Linked DNA regions of Cricetulus griseus: all the other regions are linked to region 1. A link is a contact called in public Hi-C and Micro-C data. All regions are on one chromosome and are shown on one strand. The core of a region is the stretch at or near the end of the contact, and the rest is flanking DNA. Distances in the headings are between cores, read along the strand shown.

The links. A called contact is a pair of places that touch in the nucleus more often than the background predicts.
Region 2: a contact with region 1 is called in a Micro-C map of the CHO-K1 cell line, with 2.6 times the contacts expected there. The contact joins two enhancer-like sites. A contact is called at or near these places in 2 of 8 Hi-C or Micro-C datasets (the CHO-K1 cell line and fibroblasts).
Region 3: a Hi-C map of the CHO-K1 cell line shows a contact between it and region 1, with 4 times the contacts expected there. The contact joins the promoter of Bcl2 here to the enhancer-like site in region 1. A contact is called at or near these places in 4 of 8 Hi-C or Micro-C datasets (the CHK-Q cell line, the CHO-K1 cell line and fibroblasts).

Annotation. Positions count from the first base shown.
Region 1 is chr5:77,640,898-77,645,270 of CriGri-PICRH-1.0, reverse strand. All of the region lies in intron 1 of Bcl2 (apoptosis regulator Bcl-2), which reads left to right. Among named protein-coding and RNA genes, the nearest start is that of Bcl2, 76 kb to the left of the region's middle. Within about 2 kb of position 2,425, at least 5 of the 6 cell types and tissues checked have open chromatin away from gene starts, as enhancers often do. A contact at or near this core is called in the CHO-K1 cell line and fibroblasts, where this site is marked.
Region 2 is chr5:77,552,338-77,556,710 of CriGri-PICRH-1.0, reverse strand. It overlaps Bcl2 (apoptosis regulator Bcl-2), which reads left to right. Exons shown (of 2, transcript XM_027417861.2): 2 at 3,291-4,373. The coding sequence ends at 3,425. Among named protein-coding and RNA genes, the nearest start is that of Bcl2, 160 kb to the left of the region's middle. Within about 2 kb of position 2,345, at least 1 of the 6 cell types and tissues checked has open chromatin away from gene starts, as enhancers often do. A contact at or near this core is called in the CHO-K1 cell line, where this site is marked.
Region 3 is chr5:77,717,495-77,721,867 of CriGri-PICRH-1.0, reverse strand. Bcl2 (apoptosis regulator Bcl-2) reads left to right here and starts at 2,387. Exons shown (of 2, transcript XM_027417861.2): 1 at 2,387-4,152. The coding sequence starts at 3,391.

The DNA.
Region 1 (4,373 bases), core at 1,176-3,675:
TTTCATGAAATTATTCACTCATTCATTTATTCATTATTTTATTGGTCTCCGACTCTGTTAATGACACTGGGGAGTGTAAAGATGAATGAAGCTATCTCTGATACCTGAGGACTTATAGGCTAACAAAGAAAGTCAGCCATCATCTGACAAGGCAGAGTGTAGTGTTTACTATCAAGGAGAAATAACAAAGTTGTTGTGGTAGCTCAGAGATGGTAAGGGGAAGGTATTGAGCTACGCACAGATATTGCTTCCATAACTGTGGCTCTCAGTAATTTCCCAATAGGAACTTCATGAGAAATAAAAGTCATTTCTTTTATGGAGTTTTATAAATTGTAGTATTCAAAGGGTGGAAATGATTTCAGATATTACTTTTGTGCAAATGCCTTTATCTGGATGTAAGCTTCCTGTCACTATGGAGATAATCATACTTATAAAAATGTTGAAGGTTTGAAGGAAGGCTGCAGATAGAAGGAATCCATTTTCACTTTTTACGACTGTTCACTCAATGAAATAAAAATAAATGCCATAGATCTCAAAGGATTTTGAAGGAGAACCACCCAAACATCCAAGGAAGTCTTAAAAACAAGATAGAATTATGGACTACTAGCCATGCAATAGTGTGAGTCAATGGCAATTGCAGCTCTTCCTTCTGTAGAATGGCATTGAGTCTAAGTGTAAGTGAGCTTTTGGTAAACTTCTCCTGGCTTGTTGAAATCCTTTAAGGGTTCATCCACCTACCCCAGGGGAGAATCCCCACATGCAAATCCCCTTTCCAGATTGAGACTGTTGAGATTAGTGCCTACCTTCTCACTTAAACTTAGTTGGTTGATTTGACAAAGGCTTCTAGAATTCCAGGTACTTTAAAAGTGAGATTCCTTCAGTTCTACTTCCAGCAGGATGTCAAAATTGTTGGCTAAATTCCAGCCACTCATTCTTTATATTCTTAGCCCCAAAGGGACCAGAGCTAATGCAATGCAGTCTTCACTTAGGATATAACTCAGAAGTACTACCCGCACAGAGCATAATATTGTGATAGATTAAGTGAGTGCATTTAGTGAGAAAGCTACTGAAAGAAGCTATCAGATACCCAATAAGGTAACAGAAATGGTTTAAGAAGCACCAAGCCCAAGAAGTTCAAGTTCCTCCTAGCCTGAGGCCCCTGCATTTAGCCATCTGACAGCACTGCCTGGGAGCCCCTGCCTTCTCTCACAGAGAAACAGAGAGCAGCTTGGCCCCAGCCCTTTCCCAACCTCTCCAGAGCCCGGTTGCCAAGAGAGCAGAAGCTGCTCAGATAGAGTGCAGAGGAGGAGGACACAGCCGTCTTGCGTGGAAAGCACATGTCAGGGCATTTACTGACAAGTAGGTATAATTACCGCATACACATATGAGGGCTGCATTATATCAAAACTGTCTAAATAAACAGAGACTCCACTGTCTCCTTCCAGCCCCACTGGGTATTTATGAATGGGATTGCTTCCTCATTTTCTTCTAATGTCAGCAGCAGGGAAGTCAGAGAGCACTGCCTCTTAAATGAGGAAGACCGAAAATTCACGTGCTTGCACCCAGTGCTGCAATAATGCTGTAGACTGGCTTTCTCATTCACTCTCCCATTGCCAGGGCTGCCTGCCCCCTTCCAGTCCCTGTGGGAGTTGTCCCGAGTTTTGATTTCCAGGGATCACTTTTGAAGACCCAGCAATGCTTAGGTGATATTGAATTACTGATTACCCTCTGGTTTTGTTCCCACTGGAGGCTTTCTGGACAGCCACTGATGTGTCCCATTTAAAGCCCTCAGTGGCATGAACTCTCTGGGTTTCTGCCCACATCACTGCATTCCTAGGATGCCATTCACAGGCCTTAGCAGATCATCTGACAGTGCCTGTGAGGTCAACTCACTTCATACATAATGAGATGCTCACAGCCACCAGAAAGCCTTTTTGCTCTGTCTCTCCTTGGGCAAGCATACATGCTCCACTGCCCCTGGTTCCTTGGTGAGGAGCCTCTGCGTCCCACTTAGTTTCACATGATTTAGTGCTGAGCAGGGTAGGAAAGTGATTGCATCCTCTACTGGGCCCCACAGAACAGTCACCACCCACACTGTTTATTCAGACTGGGATCTTGGCCATTTGGGGTTTAAGCCAGAAGGAAAGGGGAAAAAACCAACCCTGGAATGAACGCTTTTGAAACTCTGTATTCAGGATGAAATGTGGCCAAGGATTCTTTTTAAAATCTATTTAAAATCAATTAGTGGGATCATATTTTCATGTACAGTGGATTGTTAGCAAAAGCTAATTGTCTCTGTTCTCACCCAGAGTTTGAGCTTGGGGTAGATGCCCTGCCATTAGAATCAGCCCTCTGTTTTGCCCCAGTGGCTGATGCTAGTACCAAACTATGTGTGGGCAGTTGGGTAACCCTGACCTTTGACCAGCTTTCCATATGAGAACAAGGAGAGAGGTGTGAGGAGGAGAGACTGATGTAAACAAGCCTGTTGGGCAGTCCCAGAGCTTCCCTTGGGGGAAGAGACTCCAAGGAGGCTTAGCCCAAAGTGTAGAGTAGGAGACAGCAAGGGGCAGATCACAGGCCTGGGGAGGAGGAGCAGATCACAGGCCTGGGGAGGAGCCTCCAAGAGGTTTCTTGTCCATCTGTCTCTAGTCAGGACAGAAAATTATCGCAGACATGGGAGATTGTATCGTAGTTTTAAAGATCTCAAGAGGAGATTCCGGAACCTCCCTTGGTTACCCACCCTGCTATTTAGCAGTTCCTCCAGCCAGGAAATTCTTTCTTATTTGCAGCCTCAAATGTGCATGCGGTACTGCTTTGGGAGAAGCTCCAGGCCCAGACCACTCCCACAGCATGTTTACTCCTCTGATGGGATGGAGCCTATTACTGGCTTCTCCTTTAACTGCAGGGGCTTAGAAATCCTTCTAGAACAGTCTATAGGCAGCCCAAGATGGAACAGGGCAGAGGGGAGGCTAGGGGCCTGAGGAATGGCATTGATGAGTATTAAACAGGTTATGGATACTACTTCTGGGCACTTTGTGTATTTACTGAACTAAAGAACAAAGTGACAAGCCAGAGAGTGAGCTTTTGACCATGTGCATGTGGAAGAGGCTGAAGCTCCTGCAGATTTTAAAAGAAAAGGAAAAAGAATCACCAAATGGGGCTGGAGAGATGGCCCAGTGGTTAAGAGCACTGACTACTTGTCCAGAGGACTGGGGTTTAATTCCCAGCACCCATATGGCTGCTCACAGCTGATCCGAAGCCCTCACACAGACATATGTGCAGGTAAAGCACCAATGTATATAAAATTAAAAACAATCCCCTCCCCAAATCCCCCTGGAACCTAGAGGCTGGGATTTCACTGGACTCCAGATGAATTCTTTCCCTAGCTTTCAGTACAAGGAGCCAGGTCGGAAAGGGGCTAAGCTGGTGTGTTTGCCTACCATGACAAGGCCCTGGCTTCACTACCAGTAAACCAAGAGCACCTTGTGCTTGTAATCCTAGCATTTGCAAGGTGGAGGCAGGAAGATCAGATCTTCAAGGTCATCCTCAGCTACATAGTGGGTTTCAGAGTAGCAGTGATGCAAATAATACAAACAAGGGGTCTGGAGAGGGCTCGGCCCATGTGTGGTGTACTCCCAGTTTCCAGCATCCAGTACCTCTAGTAGTGCCTCTAGCCCCAGAGGGATCTAACACCCTCTTCTGGCCTTTTCAAGCACCACACACATGTAGCATACACTCATAAATGCACATACAGATAAAGTCTAAAGAAAACAAATAAGTAACTAAGCGCTAAGAACCAGAGAGGGTAAGAGACCCACCACAGGCAAGATCTGGGGTCACATGTCATTGCAGGGGTACTCCTGTCCTTGACTCTACTGACTGAATGCTGCTCTTCTCTCACTTCCCCGTCCTTGTCCTCTTCTTCCTCCTCAGCTGATGTGTAGTGAAGACTCCGCTTCTCCACAGTGAGTTACAGACCCATTGAAAAGACATCAGATGACCCGAGCAGCTGGTTGGTTCCCTTTTTATTGGATTATGTCATTGCTTTTCTTTAGGCAGAGATTTGTCTCCTCCACCCAGCTCCCCAGTGTACTTGCCTCAAGTAGCAGTTCCCAGTGTTAAATGAATGACTCAGTGAGTGACATGGTGTTCCTAGTGTGATGAGTGAGGAGGCTCTGAGCGCTGAAACAGTAAACCGCATGCCCACTGTGGGGGCCACAGGCCCTGCCATTTAATACAATGCTCATGATGATCCTGCCCTGTGCCCCTCAACAGTTCGAGGAGTCTCACAGGCGTGGCCAGAGGAGGTGTTGTCATTGGGTCAGCAGCACCCAACTAAGGTGGCTATTGGCAATTTCTTATGGGACCTCTAA
Region 2 (4,373 bases), core at 1,096-3,595, 88 kb after region 1:
CTCAACCTAAGTGTTGGGAACTGAACTTGGGTCCTCTGCAAGAGTAGCAAATGTTCTTAACCCCTGAACCATCGCTCCAGCCCCTACGATGTTTTTAATACATAAAATGATTAAGTACGCATTTTTAAAATGTCTTTCAAACTTAAATAATGACAGGCTATTTAAATAGACTTCAGAAATCTCCCTAATTGGAATGTTTGAGAAAGCAAGACACTCTCTAGAAATGGCTTTTTAGAGGCTTGGTCCTGAACCCACAGGGTCCTTGAATGTTGGAATTACAGATCAGCAGTATCTGAATTCTGCTGAATTCAGCAGGGATTAGGTACCACGTGCAATCCCCAGGGATTAAATGATTCACCACCACCCTGTTCTACAATCCGATGGACTAGTTAGTAATCTATATGGGACAAGGGGTCATTACTACTGCTACTTCCATCTTCAGAGCTAAACATGGCTACTTAGGGAGCTGTACAGCAGCGTCCATGCAGGAGCAAGTAGGCATAACCACAGAAGGGCAGAAGCAGGTAGAGATGGTGCAGAGCTACCAAAGGCCAACACCGGGGCAGACAACAGGACACATTGTTATTACTGTTTTTGTTCCCCTTCTGGACCACACTGACACATGAACTTAAGTAACATGTTACTTTTCCTAGTAGCCTCCAGTTGTAAGGCTATGGCTGAGGTTCAGGCCTGGATACTTTACTTAAGGCCACAAACTGACAGATTTTCAGAGTGGAGGTGGGGGTTGGTTCACCCAAATCCTTCTGTAAGTTCAGAGGCTGTCCTAGACCTTGGGGCTTCAAACCCTGCCCCCACTCTTTGGGCCAGGAGGGACTTATTTTGCACACCTCACTCTCAGAAGGTGTTTTTTTATTTTTTTTATTTTTATTTTTTTGTTGTTGTTGGTTTTTTTTTTTTTTTTTTTTTTTTTTTTTTTTTTTTTACACTGCACTTGACAAATGACCCCTGGGATGCTCTCTGAAGTTGTTTGTGAAGGGGTGGAGCTATAAAAGGCTTATCCAGCTCCAGAAAGGGAGGGGTCTGGAGAGACATTGCTTCAGTCCCCTAGCACTGTGTATCTCCAGAATTGTCTCTGCTTCTGTCACTTTCCCAGATGGCTGTACAACCATGAAGGTCACATGACCAATAGTTCCATTTGTTTTAGATTTTACCACAGAAAACTGAAGGACTTCAAGGAACAGCCTGACCCTGTCAGTGGAAGCTGAATTTAAAACAGCCCAGGAAAGATGCCCTGAGGAACAAGGGTGTCTTTAGCTGGGCCTTTAGGTCTCACACATTCATGGCTATTAAAGAGATGGGAGAGGACCACTGGACGTGATAGCTGTCTTTCTTCTACCTCCACCAGTCAGTGGTCTCCCTCATGTACAGGGAAGGCTGCTTCTTCATGAATCGTCAGGGTGGAACCTGAGCTGTGACTGAGAGAACTGTGCTATGTTTCATTTGTGCTCTTTGCTCTTTTCTGAAACTCAAATTTAGACATGCTCAACAATGGATATGTAAGAGAAATCATTTGCGCCCCCTCCTGGCAAAAATTAATCTAGCCCCTCCAGAGATGCCCAGCATTTGCTTGTGGGCCAGCAATTCAGCCAGCCCTTTGCTAATGTGGCCAACACCACTGATGTTCACCTAAGCTGTTTGTTCTTCTGTGGCCTTGGGTCTGAGTGTCCTGTGAACTGGAACATCTCAGCCATTGGTGCCATTGGTATTTGGATCTGAGTTGTTCTAACAAGTAAAGGTTGTTCAAGTCTTCCAGGATGTTGACATCCCTGACATCTGCCCACTACATACCAATAGCTCCTTTGCTCCAAGTAATGAGGACCAAATATTTTCAGACATCACCAACTGTCCCCTGGGTTACAAGATGGTCCTTCATATGAACCACTGCTTTAAACTACAACTAGCTTTGCAAACAATGCCATTGGTCAGAAGGCCACTATGAGGTGGCAAGGACAATTCAGCACAAACTTGTCATGGTTATTGGCAACAACTCTGATGAATTGTCAATAGAGTTCCAGGAACCTATTATTTTTAAAATGAATGACTAATCACCTTGTATACAAACGTATATCATAATATTGCTTTTAATTCCTAAAGTTTGAAACACTATAAAAATTTGTTTATAAAGTTTACAGGATACCATGCACTCATGAAAAAATATCCATGTAAATATGTAATTCACAACAGAGCAGTTCCCCTCATCATGCCTTTATCCCCCCCTTTAAGGATACTTCAGGATCCTCAGAGGTGGTTACAGATAGAAGGGACAGATTGATAAGCTTGCGGGTGAGGTAGGTCTGACTCACAACAATGTGAGGGCTGAGAAAATAGCCCAGCTGGTAAAGCGCTTGCCGCACCAGCATAAGGAACTGCTTTTAGTCCCCCAGCACTGTGTGAAGCTAGATGTGGTGGCACACATGCAGAGTCCCAGTGCCAGGGAGGGCAGAGCGAAGGGCGTTGGCTTGGGTCTGGGTTCTGATCCTGACACTACCATTTACTACACACATTCCTTAACTTCTCTGAGTCTTGGAGGCTTCCACCACCCCCTTCCTCAGTAGGGTTTTAAAAAGCAAATTCCTAGAAGTGAGCTAGGTTGACTATTCATCAAAACTGCAGCCAGCAATCTAGGCAGTTAGGCTGAGCCATTCTCACTCCCTCACAGCTGTCCTGTGACAGAAAGCCCCTGTTCCAACAGTCAGGCAAGATTTTCATCTTCTGAACAGGAAGAACTAACATGATTTTGTAAGATTGGTATGAATATATAAAATGATGCATGCCAGGCGTCTAGAACAGTGCCCCGGATACAGTACAAACACGGTAAAACTGTGTGGGAGATGTTGCCTGTACTATGCTTTATCATTTTTTATGAATGGCTAAGCTAGCAAAAAAAAAAAAAAAAAAAAGCAAAACTGCCAATTTTCCCCAGTGCCTTTACTGACTTACTTATCGGGAACAGTTTCTTATCCATAGCCCTCTGTGATAGTTACTTGGGTCGAGCCCTGTTTCACAAGAGCTTTGTACAATAAGCGCTTCTAGTCTGCTTTACATATTACACACTGCAGAGTCGAGGAGCACCTGGCATGCATACGGGCTGCCAGGAAACACTTCTTGACTGAGTAATCTGCTTTCCAATCATGGGGGTTGCTTGGCATGCTGGGGGCCCAGGGTACTGCCCTGTTGGTGAGGAGGCCTTCTGAGTTCTCTTGGTGACTAATGTTCTTTTTTTGTCCTTCTTTCTCCACCCCACCCCCCACCCCCCATCCCCGCTACAGGACGCATTTGTGGAACTGTACGGCCCCAGTGTGAGGCCTCTGTTTGATTTCTCTTGGCTGTCTCTGAAGACCCTGCTCAGCCTGGCCCTGGTTGGGGCCTGCATCACTCTGGGTACCTACCTGGGCCACAAGTGAGGTCCACAGACCTGCTCCCCAAAATATGCAAAAGGTTCACTAAAGCAGTAGAAACAGTATGCGTTGTCAACGATGTACCATAAAACAAAGTTGTGATCTTTTTTTTCAAAGCTGAACACACACACACACACACACACACACACACACACACACACACACACACACACATACATTCAGGCAAACGGTCGAATCAGCTATTTACTGCCAAAGGGAAATATCATTTATTTTTTGCATTATTTAGAAAAAAAGAGATTTATTTATTTAAGACAGTTCCATTGAAACTCCAGGCTTTGAAAACCCTACCAGGAACTTTCAAGCATCAATTGTGGCTCAACATGCTAGACTGTGCCAATGGATACCAATCTGTTTTCCATATTGGCCAGACTGGCCCACAATCTAAAGAGCAAATGGCCAGGACCTGACTGCTGGGAAGCCTGTACTCTGGCTGCTGGGAGCTGGGGGGAAGGCCTGCATGGGATCTATATAAACTGGCCATGGGGGCTTGGATACTGTAGGGAGAAGACACCTACAAGGAATTCTGTTCTTCCTTGGGCTGGAAAGGGACTTTGTATATGATTCACATGGTACATACCCAGTCAGAGGACAGAGGCTGGGGACTTCAGATGGACTTGGTACCCATTGAGACGTCCCCACTGAAAGACACTGATGGGAAAATGTCCTTAAACCATAGGAAATTATTTTTTTAAGCTACCAATTGTGCCGAGAAGCATTTTAGCAGTTTATACAGTATCATCCAGTACCTTAAACCCTGATTGTAGATATTCATATATTTTGGATATACCCACCCCTCCTCCAATGCTCACTCTGAGTAGCAAACAAAAGCTTCTGGATTCAAGGAAGTGGACGTGTGGTGACTTCTTCAGCATCAGGAAGAATGGCGTCACCCAGAATGTCAGGCAGCCACAAGTGCCTGCTTTTAGGAGACCA
Region 3 (4,373 bases), core at 1,138-3,637, 77 kb before region 1:
TCTGGTGGCTAACAGGGTGAGATAAGTGACCCCCCCCCCAAATGTGATGTGCTGTATATATAATGCGCGCGCGCGCGCGCGCACACACACACACACACACACACACACACACACACACACACACACACACACTTTGGGACCTGAGGATGTAGCTCAGTTGGTACAGTTTACTACCATGCTTACCTAGCATGCATAAAGCCCTAATTTTAATCCCAGCACCATACAAGTGGGTCATTGTGCATGCCTATAATCCTAGCACTCTGGAGGCAGAGACAGGAAAATCATTAAGTTCAAGTTTATCCTTTGTTACATAGCAAATTCAAGGCCCACCTGGGCCATATGAGACCGTACCTCAAATAAATAAAGGTGGGAGGGGGGAACAGACTCCACAGTGTTGTGCTCTGATCTTCATGTATGTATGCCATGGTATATACTCCCCACCACCTCATACATGTACACGCCCACAAAACTTTAAGAACTAAATAAATCTTTTAGACTTGGGAGGAGGAAAAGCTGATATCTGAATGTGTTTATATACTTCATAGGAGCCATCTGTCTTGTTTCTGTAACAATAACCCAGCAAGCCTGTTTGTCTACCCAATACATGCCGTTTGTCCTTAAGCCCTGTGCATCTGTCTGCAGAGCTGTGAGTGTGCAGTTTTTCTTGGTGCTTTACTTATTTATCCACTTGATATCTTCTCTCAGCTGCTCAAGATGGATAGCACTCCTGGGGGGGGGGCAGCCTCCACACAGTGCTAAGACTATTGGCAGAGGAAACAATGTTACTGAATTATTATAAAGCTCTCAACACATGCTGCTCTTCACTGGTCCACTGAGAGTTAGGTCTGTCCTTGGTCACCAAGATGGCCTTGCAGAGATGCAGGTTAAAAGGGCATGGGTGCTCATGATGTGTTCTGTTTGGAGACTTCCACGACATTCAACATACCACTTGGGATTTCCCTTGGCTATTCTTTAACAAGCCAAGGAACATCAATGACTGCCGGCTACCAGCAGACTAGGAAACAAGGGAAGCATGCGTTGATGCTCTGGGCTTCTGCCCTCCAAACCAGAGGAGTACTCAAACCTGTTCCAGATAATGGTGTCTGGACAAAGAAGCCCTAGCAAACAAGTATTCTAACTTTGATTATTCTGATTATTTATTTCATTTGCAATTAATATATAGGAGACTGTGCTAGGAGTCACATCTCTTCGCCCAACGGCTGCACACTGGTTCTGGGGTCAGTAATCTCTCTGGTCACTGAGAGCTGATAACATAGTGTTTTTGTTTTTGTTTGTGTACACTGCACACATGGTTAGCTACGGGTCTGTATGATTGTATACACTCACTGCATGTGGCTGTACACACTACACATAGTTTAAAGGGGCCATGCGATTGTAGATACACTACACACATGCTTGGAGTTGCTAATTGTGCACACACTGCACACACATTTGTAAGGGTCCATTCAACTGTGCACAGTTTTATACACAGAAAAGGTCCATGTGACTATTAACATATTACACATGCAGTTAGAAAAGACTGTGCACACCCTACACACAGTGATTGTGCACACAATACACGTGCATTTAAAAAAGGGTCCATTGAATTGTGCATATCCCATGCACGCGGTTAGATAGGGTCCATGTGACTGTGCACACATTCCACAGAAAAGATTCATGCGATTGTGCACATAGTCCACGTTAGAAAAGATCCATGCAATTGTGCATGCCCCACACTCGGTTAGAAAGGGTCCACGCGACTTGCCACTTGCCCGGCCCTCGCTATGGGCGCGCCCACCCAGCAGCCAGTCCGGCAGGCCCGAGGAGGCCCCTCGCATACCCACCGCGCCGCGGCCGCCCGGGAGGCCCGCGCCACCCACCGTCCCGAGCCCAGCGTAGCCGCGGGTGGCCGCCACCCAGGCCAGTGTCCGCGGCTCGGCGCGCGCTCCCCCGGGCGGCCGCGGCGCCTTTAACCCGGGAGGCGGGCGGAGGCGGCAGGCGGGCGCTCAGAGGAGGGCTCTTTCTTTCTTCTTTTTTTGAATGAACATGACGTACTACAGGAAACCAGGCGCTCCGGCGGAGAATGAAGTAAGAGGCCGGGCCCCCAGCCCCGCGCCCGCCCCCTTCCTCCCCGGACCGCCCTCCCGCCCTGCGTCCGGGTCCCCGCCGAGCAGCCGCCGCCACCACCGAGGTGCCCGGGCCCTCCCGGCCGCAGCCGTCACCGCCGAGCCGGCTGCGCCGCGTGAGCCGGAGGACGCGGCCGCCAGCACCGCACGGAGCCCAGGAGGAGAAAGGGTGCGCAGCCCGGAGGCGGGGTGCGCCGGTGGGGTGCAGCGGAAGAGGGGGCCGGGGGGGGGGAACTTCGTAGCAGTCATCCTTTTTAGGAAAAAGAAGGGGGGGCTAAACCCTCCCCCACCACCTTCTTCTCCCGCAGCGCACCACACACAGCGCGCGGGCTGCTCGCTCGGCACCCGGCGGCCCCGGCGCGTCCCTGCCTGCATTTATCAAGCTGCTCCCCCCCACCCCATTTTTTTCGGAAAACGCATTGGCCTTTTGGAGTTTAATCAGAAGAGGATTTTTGTCCCTGTCCCCCCCCCCCTCTCTTTCATCGTCCCCCTCGCGTGTCTCTGCCGTGGAGGGCTTAAGCAATCCAGTGGAGACGGATCCATGCCTGCGCTCGAGCGTGTGTGTGCGAGTGTAAATTGCCGAGAAGCGGGGGAAATCACAGGACTTCTTCAAATGCTGGACTGAAAATTGTAATTCATCTGCCGCCGCCGCTGCCTTTCCGGCCCCTCTGTCGTGCTCTTGAGATCTCCGGTTGGGATTCCTACGGATTGACATTTTCAGTGAAGCCAAACCGTGGGGACGGGACGCAATCTGGAAACCCTCCTGATTTTACTCTACCTAGCTCTCCCCCACCTCCTCCTCATTGCAAGTTTCAAAGAAGCTTATACCAGGAGACTTCTGAAGATCGATGGTGTCGTTGCCTTATATATTTGTTTGGGTTTTACCAAAAAGCAAAACAAAAAAAGAGGGGGAAACTTGACAGAAGATCATGCTGTCCTTTAAAAATAAGTAAGTTTTTTGCACAGGAATTTGGTTTAGTTTAACTTTCAACGGACGCATTTGATTTTTTTCTTTAAATACATTCGAGCAAATTTAATTTCCAAACAGTTTAATGCAGTCTCTTTAGTGTGTAACTTGTAGCGGATATGCCCTTCCTCCCCTGAGTATATAAAGAACACACCTGTTTTTAACTTGCCAAGTCGTCCCTCCCCTCACCTTTCAGCATTGCGGAGTAAGTAGACTGATATTAACAAAGCTTAATAAATAATGTGCCTCGTGAAATAAAGAACCGAAAGGAATTTGAATAAAAATTTCCTGCATCTAATGCCAAGGGGGAAACACCAGAATCAAGTGTTCCGCGTAACTGAAGACACCCCCTCATCCAGGAATGCAAAAGCACATCCAATAAAAGAGCTGGATTATAACTATTTTTTTTTCTTTTGGGGCTGTGGGGCGGGAGTCAGGACGAGAAGTGCTGTTGATATACCTGCAGCTTTTTTTCGGGGAAGGATGGCTCAAGCTGGGAGAACAGGGTATGATAACCGAGAGATCGTGATGAAGTACATCCATTATAAGCTGTCACAGAGGGGCTACGAGTGGGATGTGGGAGATGTGGACGCCGCGCCCCTGGGCGCCGCCCCCACCCCTGGCATCTTCTCCTTCCAGCCTGAGAGCAACCCAACGCCCGCTGTGCACCGGGACATGGCTGCCAGGACATCGCCACTAAGGCCCATAGTCGCCACCACTGGGCCTACCCTTAGCCCCGTGCCACCTGTGGTCCACCTGACCCTCCGCCGGGCTGGGGATGACTTCTCCCGTCGCTACCGTCGCGACTTCGCGGAGATGTCCAGTCAGCTGCACCTGACGCCCTTCACCGCGAGGGGACGCTTTGCTACGGTGGTGGAGGAACTCTTCAGGGATGGGGTGAACTGGGGGAGGATTGTGGCCTTCTTTGAGTTCGGTGGGGTCATGTGTGTGGAGAGCGTCAACAGGGAGATGTCACCCCTGGTGGACAACATCGCCCTGTGGATGACCGAGTACCTGAACCGGCATCTGCACACCTGGATCCAGGATAACGGAGGCTGGGTAGGTGCATGTCTGACTGAATGAGTCTGGGCTTTGCTCTCAAAGCCAAGATGCAGAGAGGCTGGGGACTTAGTGGATCCTGGGTCAAAATGAGCCATGAGCCAATGAATGAAAATCCAGTTTGTAGCTTTGCTCCCCGTCCCAGTCCCTTTCTCTGGTCAGATCACACCCTGCCAATACTGTGCTAGCTCCTGCCTGCAGGCTGTAAAAGAGCAAAGGTC